Linked DNA regions of Mus musculus: region 1 is linked to region 2. Evidence: chromatin contacts called from public promoter capture Hi-C data. All regions are on one chromosome and are shown on one strand. The core of a region is the stretch at or near the end of the contact, and the rest is flanking DNA. Distances in the headings are between cores, read along the strand shown. Region 1 holds the start of Kif28 (kinesin family member 28). Region 2 holds the start of Ahctf1 (AT hook containing transcription factor 1).

What was found. Capture Hi-C pulls out chosen DNA fragments and counts their contacts.
Region 1: a contact with region 2 is called in a promoter capture Hi-C map of adipose tissue. The contact joins the promoter of Kif28 here to the promoter of Ahctf1 in region 2. A contact is called at or near these places in 18 of 39 promoter capture datasets (the 3T3-L1 cell line, the HPC-7 cell line, HPC-7-derived erythroid cells and 11 more), 2 of 15 datasets of contacts at CTCF or cohesin (CD8 T cells and the NIH/3T3 cell line), 103 of 484 Hi-C or Micro-C datasets (the AML12 cell line, the C2C12 cell line, CD8 T cells and 61 more), 34 of 115 datasets of contacts at active chromatin or transcription factors (the 230-238 cell line, CD8 T cells, the HPC-7 cell line and 17 more) and 4 of 9 other capture datasets (adipose tissue, embryonic stem cells, liver and 1 more).

What each region holds. Positions count from the first base shown.
Region 1 is chr1:179,743,422-179,746,946 of GRCm38.p6, forward strand. It overlaps Kif28 (kinesin family member 28), which reads right to left and starts at 1,779. Exons shown (of 23, transcript NM_001370897.1): 1 at 1,696-1,779. The coding sequence starts at 1,779. It overlaps Ahctf1 (AT hook containing transcription factor 1), which reads right to left. Exons shown (of 36, transcript NM_026375.2): 36 at 1,483-3,107. The coding sequence ends at 2,912.
Region 2 is chr1:179,802,224-179,805,856 of GRCm38.p6, forward strand. It overlaps Ahctf1 (AT hook containing transcription factor 1), which reads right to left and starts at 1,792. Exons shown (of 36, transcript NM_026375.2): 1 at 1,130-1,792.

The DNA.
Region 1 (3,525 bases), core at 529-3,028, 59 kb before region 2:
AGGAACCTACACCTTCTCTTGGTCTCATGTACACTACCCGTACCTTAGCCAATACCATCTTGAGTGTTCCATATCATTAGATCCGTTGAACTGAACATTGTAGGTCTTGTCACACAGACCAACTATCACAAAGCAGAGTGCCTGAGAACCTGGTTTTCTTGCTTGCCAGCATGGCCTGTCTCTACTATATGTCTACACTATGCTAATCAGTGAAGATTAGAGTCGTTAAGGTGACACAGTAGGGACTGTGTATTCATCCATCATATGTACTCATGAGGGTACGAGCTGGTGGCATCAAGATTCAGGATCCTGGATATCTCAGACATTCCTTGGAGGTGAGTAGCAGGTAAAATCCTTTCAGTTCTTGACCTGGTATGTGTGTGTTTGCTTGCACAAGGGTTGCAAGGTACAAAGTGCAAACTTCTCATTTCCTGTATGGCAAAGATGTAATTTGCAGAACTCTCACATGATCGAAAGCTTCTCCTTCCACACCTAGTGTGATGACTGGGCCCACCACAGAGCTGATGGGAACGAGCCACATGGCATTAGCATAGTCTCACACTGGGACATTGCCTGCTCCAGGAGCTCTCTGTACCTCCTACCAGGGGGTGACAGTGAAGTTTGCTGCCACCTGCAGATGCATAAATTGGGCTCTCAGGCAAGGAGAGAATAGAACCCAAGTCTTTTGCAATAGCCAGTGCTCTTACACACTGCACCCTCTCCAGCTGCCTGGACACTTCTCTTTAGCTCTAGCACTTTCTAGCAGTCATAGAGTAACAAAACTTCACTGGTCACAGTGGGCAAAGACAAGCGTGCTATAATGGAAAGGGGGATAGCAGGTTCCACTGGGAACACACAGCACAGCTCTCTACCTCTGTGGCAAGCTTCTTACAGAACAGCATCCTCTCTGGAACCTGTGGAAGAGCTTAGTTCCAGTTCTTCTGACTTGAGTGGTATGCAGAGTGTGCCCATGTATGCTAGGTAGATGGGGCACAGCCAAGGGGAGGAGGCAGCCTTGCGCATGAGATCTCATGAGCAGTGTTTCCATAAAACTAACATGTAAGTGCACACTGGCACGTTCTCATTATGTGACTGAAGTCTGGTCAGGAACATGACTCTGCTACCTTAGCTTTCTATGTTGGGATCACTGACGTGTCCACATGTGGCAAGACTTACTTTTAAGATAAACATTTCTTGGTGTTTCATGTAGTGCAAGCTGGCCTTGAATGTACAACATAGCCAAGGATAAAAACTGAGCTTCTAGTAGGTTGCCTCGCCTCAAGCTGGCATTCCACACATCTCTGTGCCTCATTTCATAGAGTGCTGATGAGCTACCCTAGGGATTCATGCACGGTAGGCAAGCACACTTACCAACTGACATCTCTGCCCCACACCGACATGCAGTAAAAACAGACACCGCACATCTCTATTTAGCAAACTGCACTGGTTAAATAATTATTAACTTGACAGTATTTCTCTTGTCAGTTTTTTTTATTGTGCTACTTGTACCAAGGAATGAAATTAAATGTTTACTAAATTATGCTTAGAGCTTTTGTGAATCATTTGACAAATCCATTTAAATAAGTTTAATATTTCATAAATGACAAGCAGCTTAAATACAAATTCAGAAACTATTATTAAAAAATTAATAAAATCAGGCAGTAATTGTCAGCAAGGCAATGAGCATGGACTGACCTGGCTGAACGGCCGCACCCGGACGGCCACTCTCACACTGTCCGATCTCGGCACAGGCACTCTCCCCATTTTCTCATTATCCATGATGCTACTCGGTAGAAAAATAACACACAAAGCACACTGCTCACGAAAACATCCAAAGCTTAGCTGACAAAGTCTGCTTTTAGGTATCAATTATTAAGCGTCCATTCATTACACACTATCAATTACCTGTCATAAATTATTTGACAACACTTATTTATTGATGAACATCATGGCTTCCATCAGGCGCCATTACCAACGGTACACACGCTGCAGAAAAGAGGGTTCCTTTCCTCTTTTCCGACATCTGCTCACACTCTTCCATTCTCTGTAACCTGTGCCTGAGGTTCTGTGGCAGTTACCAGTTTAAAACCTGAATACTAGAGAGGCTCCTGTGACGAAGTCGCAAGCTCTTTCACAGCATGGGAAGTCTAAACCTTGTCGGCTCCTCTTCTCAGCAGCAGGCACACGTCGGTGCACTGTTTTATTTCTTTCTTCAATCCTTCCATGAGGTTGCTAGGAAGCAGTGAAACCGGTCAATCTAACCTGGATAATTAAGTCTCTGAACTGAGAGACAAGATAGTCCTTAAGTTACTGAAGAGAACTGCTAGCTAGGAAACCGATGCAGTACTGGAAAATTACTCATTTGAGGTAGATTACACAACATTTGTAAAACTACAAAAAGGCAAAATCACATGCCCACAATTCAAATTCAACACAGTATCAGGCAAAGCCCAATGAGCACAGGTACTGACCAGAGATCCGAGGAACAGCATCAAAGTGCATACATTATAAAACAGCAATGTTAAAAATAATCAATAGTTCATCGCCCTCATTTTAAGACAGTTCTAGTATCTTAACTGTAAAGAAAGGATATGAACATATGTCCAGTAGCATATAAAATTACAACTCAAACAGAAAGCTCCTCTCAAAAATCTACCAGACACACAGTGTACTTTACAGTAGTTTATTTAACCTCCCAATGATAAGTCATATTTACATTGATATAAACGCATCAAGTCGTATAAAACGCCTGCACTACAAGAACTGCACTCCATGTGGAGTTACTCATTTACTGCTTACAAAATTGTACAATTTATATAAAGTATTTCCATCCAAATTGGTGACTTTAATAATCCACACAAATACTGTTGACTTTTACAAACAGGTGCGTGTTAAAATCTTGGGCTAAAAATTACAGCATTTTCCTGCGTAAAATTTGCTTTGGAAAAGAAGATGGCTTCTTTCTGCCCCTTCCAAGAGTTTTTCCTGCTATTTCTGCAGTTTTTCTTGGCTTGCCGGTCTTTATTTCATCCACTGGACTCGCCAAGGGAGAAACCAGCTTAATTTCTACAGGAGGAGGTGACCAAGAACTTCCTTTTCCTGTGTTTCTGAAAGAAAGATACAGTCAAGTAGGAATGGGCACAAAGTGCTGTCTGGTCAAGTGCTTCTCTCGCAGAGACCTGGAGAGTGGACTTGCAGGCAGGGTTAAGGCCTCACCACCCACCGCGTCCCCATGTGTGCCGGGGGGCATACTCAGCCACAGATATGTCTAAAATTCTGCAGTTACAAGGATGGCCCACGTACCTATAGTCAGCTCATGGGATGAGAGCCAGCAGACCCACGAATTTATAAACAGTAGCAAGTGGCATGAACATATACAAAGGCAGTGTACATGTGAGCGGTGCCAACTGTGTCGCGTTGAAGGAATTTGTACTTTCATTTGTCAGCCAAGCCTAAGCACAGCCTGAGAGTCCTGCTACACAAAGGCATCTCACATGGACATATTTACCACACATGCAGTAATAC
Region 2 (3,633 bases), core at 542-3,041:
GCGAGGCCATCCTCAGAACCACTAAAACTACAAACTAAATCACGGAATGTAGTCTCCCCATAGCACAAACATCACCGCTTGAAATAGGTAAATTCACCCAACAACGTCTGTCTTCTGGGAGGCTGACAGTTAAAGACAGTTCTTAAAGCCCACAGATTCTTTAGTATATCAAAAACCAAATTATATTTTCTTCTAAAGAATCCACGCTCTTTAAAAAATGTCTCCAACTGTCTATTAAAAAAAAAAGCACCCAAACTCAGCGACTTGGTTAGATCTCAGTGGCGGGGCTCGAGCTTAATAAGCTCGAGGTGGTAGCTTCGATCACTGGCATCAAAAATAAACAAAAATAACAACGCTCACTTTCCTATAACAACACACCTCTAAGAATGGCTGCCGTTTGCTTTAGGAACCGAAAAATCACAAGATCCCATGCTGGGGACACAACTCAAGTGGTGGAGCGCTTGCCTGACATGTGTGAGGACCTGGATGTGATTCTTCACGGTACCAAAAAGAAAGGTTCCACAAAGTCAACAAAAACCACCTGTCTCAAAAGGACCATGTGTGTACCTATCAATTCAAAAAGCAGAGTCGACTCTCCAAAAAGTCAACCAAAGGCAAAAGTCATGGGCCTTACAGCTCGCAGATGAGCTCCGGACACGGTTCTCTTAGATGTCCTGGACCAGATCCACTCAGCCCTGTGGCCCGCTTCGCGAGTGAAACTTTTTCCCCCGCCCAGGACTCACCCGAGCCAAGCACAGGACCATGTGGAGCTCACGCCAACGCCGGAGAGACTCGGAGCGCCCGCGGCTGTCCGCGGGGAACGCCCCACAAAGGTCTCCATCGCTCCGCTACACCCTGACGGCCCGGGGTCTCGAGTCAGACTCGTCCCGGGGGGCGGAGATCCCGCCCGCGGGCGCGGGAGACGAGCCCGGAGGCTCGACTCTGCGGCCATGTGCCGGCACCCGCCGCCAGGGTTATGTAACTAACGCCCGAGCGCTGGAACGAGCCGCACCGGTCGCGGCTCGCGGACGCCGCTTCCCCGCGAGGCGGTGCGCCCGGCCTAGGCCCCGGGCCTCGCCGCCCCGGCCGCCCCGCCCTCGGCGCGCGGGCCTGCGGTTCCCCACCCTACCTGAGCCCGCGGGCCAGGCCGCCAAGGGCCCCGGCGTCGCTGCTTCCGTGCGGTCCGTCACAGCATCTCCCGGGAGACACGGCCCGGCGCGCGCCCCGGGCCCGCGGAAGCCGCTTCTCGCTCAGTCTCTCGCCGGTCCCCTCAGGCCCCGGGTGCTCCTTCGCCCAATCCCGGCTTCGAACTCGTCCCACCGCCCGCGCCGCGTCCTCCCCGCTGGCGACTCGACTTACTGGGCTGGCACCGCTCGGGCCGCGCTCTGCGCATTACCCCGGGCGCACTGCCCGAACCCCACACACACAGCCTCTCCGCCCAGGGAAGGATCGTGGCCAGGGCGGGGATCCGATCGCAGATCGCGCTGCGGGGCTCGGACTTCTCGCGAGGGTTCCGGCCTCTGGCGCCGACTCCGCGGGAATTTTCAAACTTTCCCTACTAGGCCTTTCGCAAAGGGAGAAAACCGAGACGACGCCGGGAAGAAAGATTCATTTACGTACAGCAGGGTCTCTCCGCCTCCTAGGAGCAGATAGGCGAAAGACTACAAGTCCCATAGGGCTTTGTGCGCTGGGCGTAGTGTAGGGCGTGTCCGGCTTTGCGGAGCAAGGGCCGGCCTAATCTAGTGGCGGTTCCTGCTGGCAGCCAAGCGATAATCTTTCCGTCTATGACTGCTGCTCTTGCCTCCGTTTTTTCCGTTCTGTGCTCCAACTCTTCAAGGAAACGCACACACACACACAAAACCCAGACTTACTGAGAAACTCTTACTCTCATTTTTTTTTTTTTCTCAAAAAGCAGAGAGTTCAGGTCGCCTAGCCTAATCTTTTGTCATATATCTGACGCTGGGTAATTCTGCTGGCAGAGCTTCGTGCTTGGCATGCACGAAGCTGTAGGTTCCATTATGCCAAACCTATGTTTTCTTTTCGATTTGTTAGTATTGAGAGACGAGGAGTTGGGCAGACCCTTAGTAGACAAACAGGGACATGAGCCATGGCGAATTTCCAAGATGGCCAGCTTTTTTTAACCTCCTGATTTGAGACAAAAACCTGGCAAGCTTTTATCATCTACCTGCAGGTCACCTGCTGATGGACTGGTTCAATAAGTTCAAAGCCTGATTAGAACACGTTACACAACTGTAGTGGACCGATCAACCATCCATCCTTTCTGCCTTCAAACTGACCAACACTAAAGTAGGTCAGGGAGGTTTTAGAGGTTTTACAACCCCCAGGCCTCAAGAAGAGACTGGATTTTTCAGCTTCTCAAATCCCCTCTCTGTTTTGTAGAAGGTCTTTTTCTCTGTGTGTTTACTGCCTGCAATAAACGCCTTTTTAACTGCTAATTCTGCTACTGCTTGTTGTGCTTTGCCTTTTAACTCTTCTAGTCTTAACAGTTCTTTTTTTTTTTTTTTCCTTTCAGTTTGTTCTAGACATGGTTTCTCTGTGTAACAGCCCTGGCTATCTTGGAACTCTCTTAGTAGATGGGGCTGGCCTCAAACTCACAGAGATCTTCTTGCCTCTGTCTCCTGAGCCGTGGGATTAAAGACCTGAACCACCCTTTCATTCTTTTAACTATCAGTGAAAACAGATCCAATCAAGATCCCTAGACTGTATCATTTCTAGACTGTATCATTTCTAGACTGTATCATTTCTAGACTATCATTTGGAGCTCATCTTTGGGCTTTCTTCTGTAGACTATCAGTATCTCTCTTTGAAGCTAGACCCAGCACCAAAGAATTTTCAAACAAATGAAATAGAATGTGTCTTTATTACTGAGTTGTAAGAGCACAGGCAGAATCAGGAGGATCTCTGTGCGTTCAAGATCAGCCTGGTCTCCATAGTCGTTCCAAGGCTACATAGAGAAACCCTATCTCAAACAAACAAACAAACAAACAAACAAACAAACAAACAGAAGGGGGAAGAGAGAAGGAGAAGACATTAGTAGACTGCTTTAATCAGGAAAGCCTGTCTCTACTACTCTCTCTCTCTGCACAATTTTTGAGATAAAGCTGCCTCTTAGAAATAAACTGTTTATCTTTGTGACTTTTTCTTTATTCACTGCAAGATGTAAAAGTGTGCTAGTTTGCGCAAGGTATTATTCTAAATTGTGAGAGGAAGAAGTTAGACAAGATTTTGCAGTAAGTGTTGTGTGGTCTGGTTCTGTTTTGCTGGTAGTGAATGGGGTGTGTGAAGACTGTCTCATGTGCACCATTGGCCTTAAACTCAGTGTGTAACTGAGGATGACAGTCAGGGCTGGGGTTACAGGCATGCACCCCTTTCCCAGTTTTAGGTGGTTCTTAGGATCAAATTCGAGGCTTCATGAACGCTAAACAAGTACTCTACCAACAGAACTACATCCCCCATCCCTCTTTCTTATGAACTAATTTTCTGTTTTCAAACAGAAAACCTGCCTTTGTCCTACACCCATGTTAGTTTCCATCCCTGCCTGCCTTCCTCTTCTGTCTATATTCCCATCCTTTGGAACAAATTTCCTTCCATATCAGACTCCTTGGTAGTAAG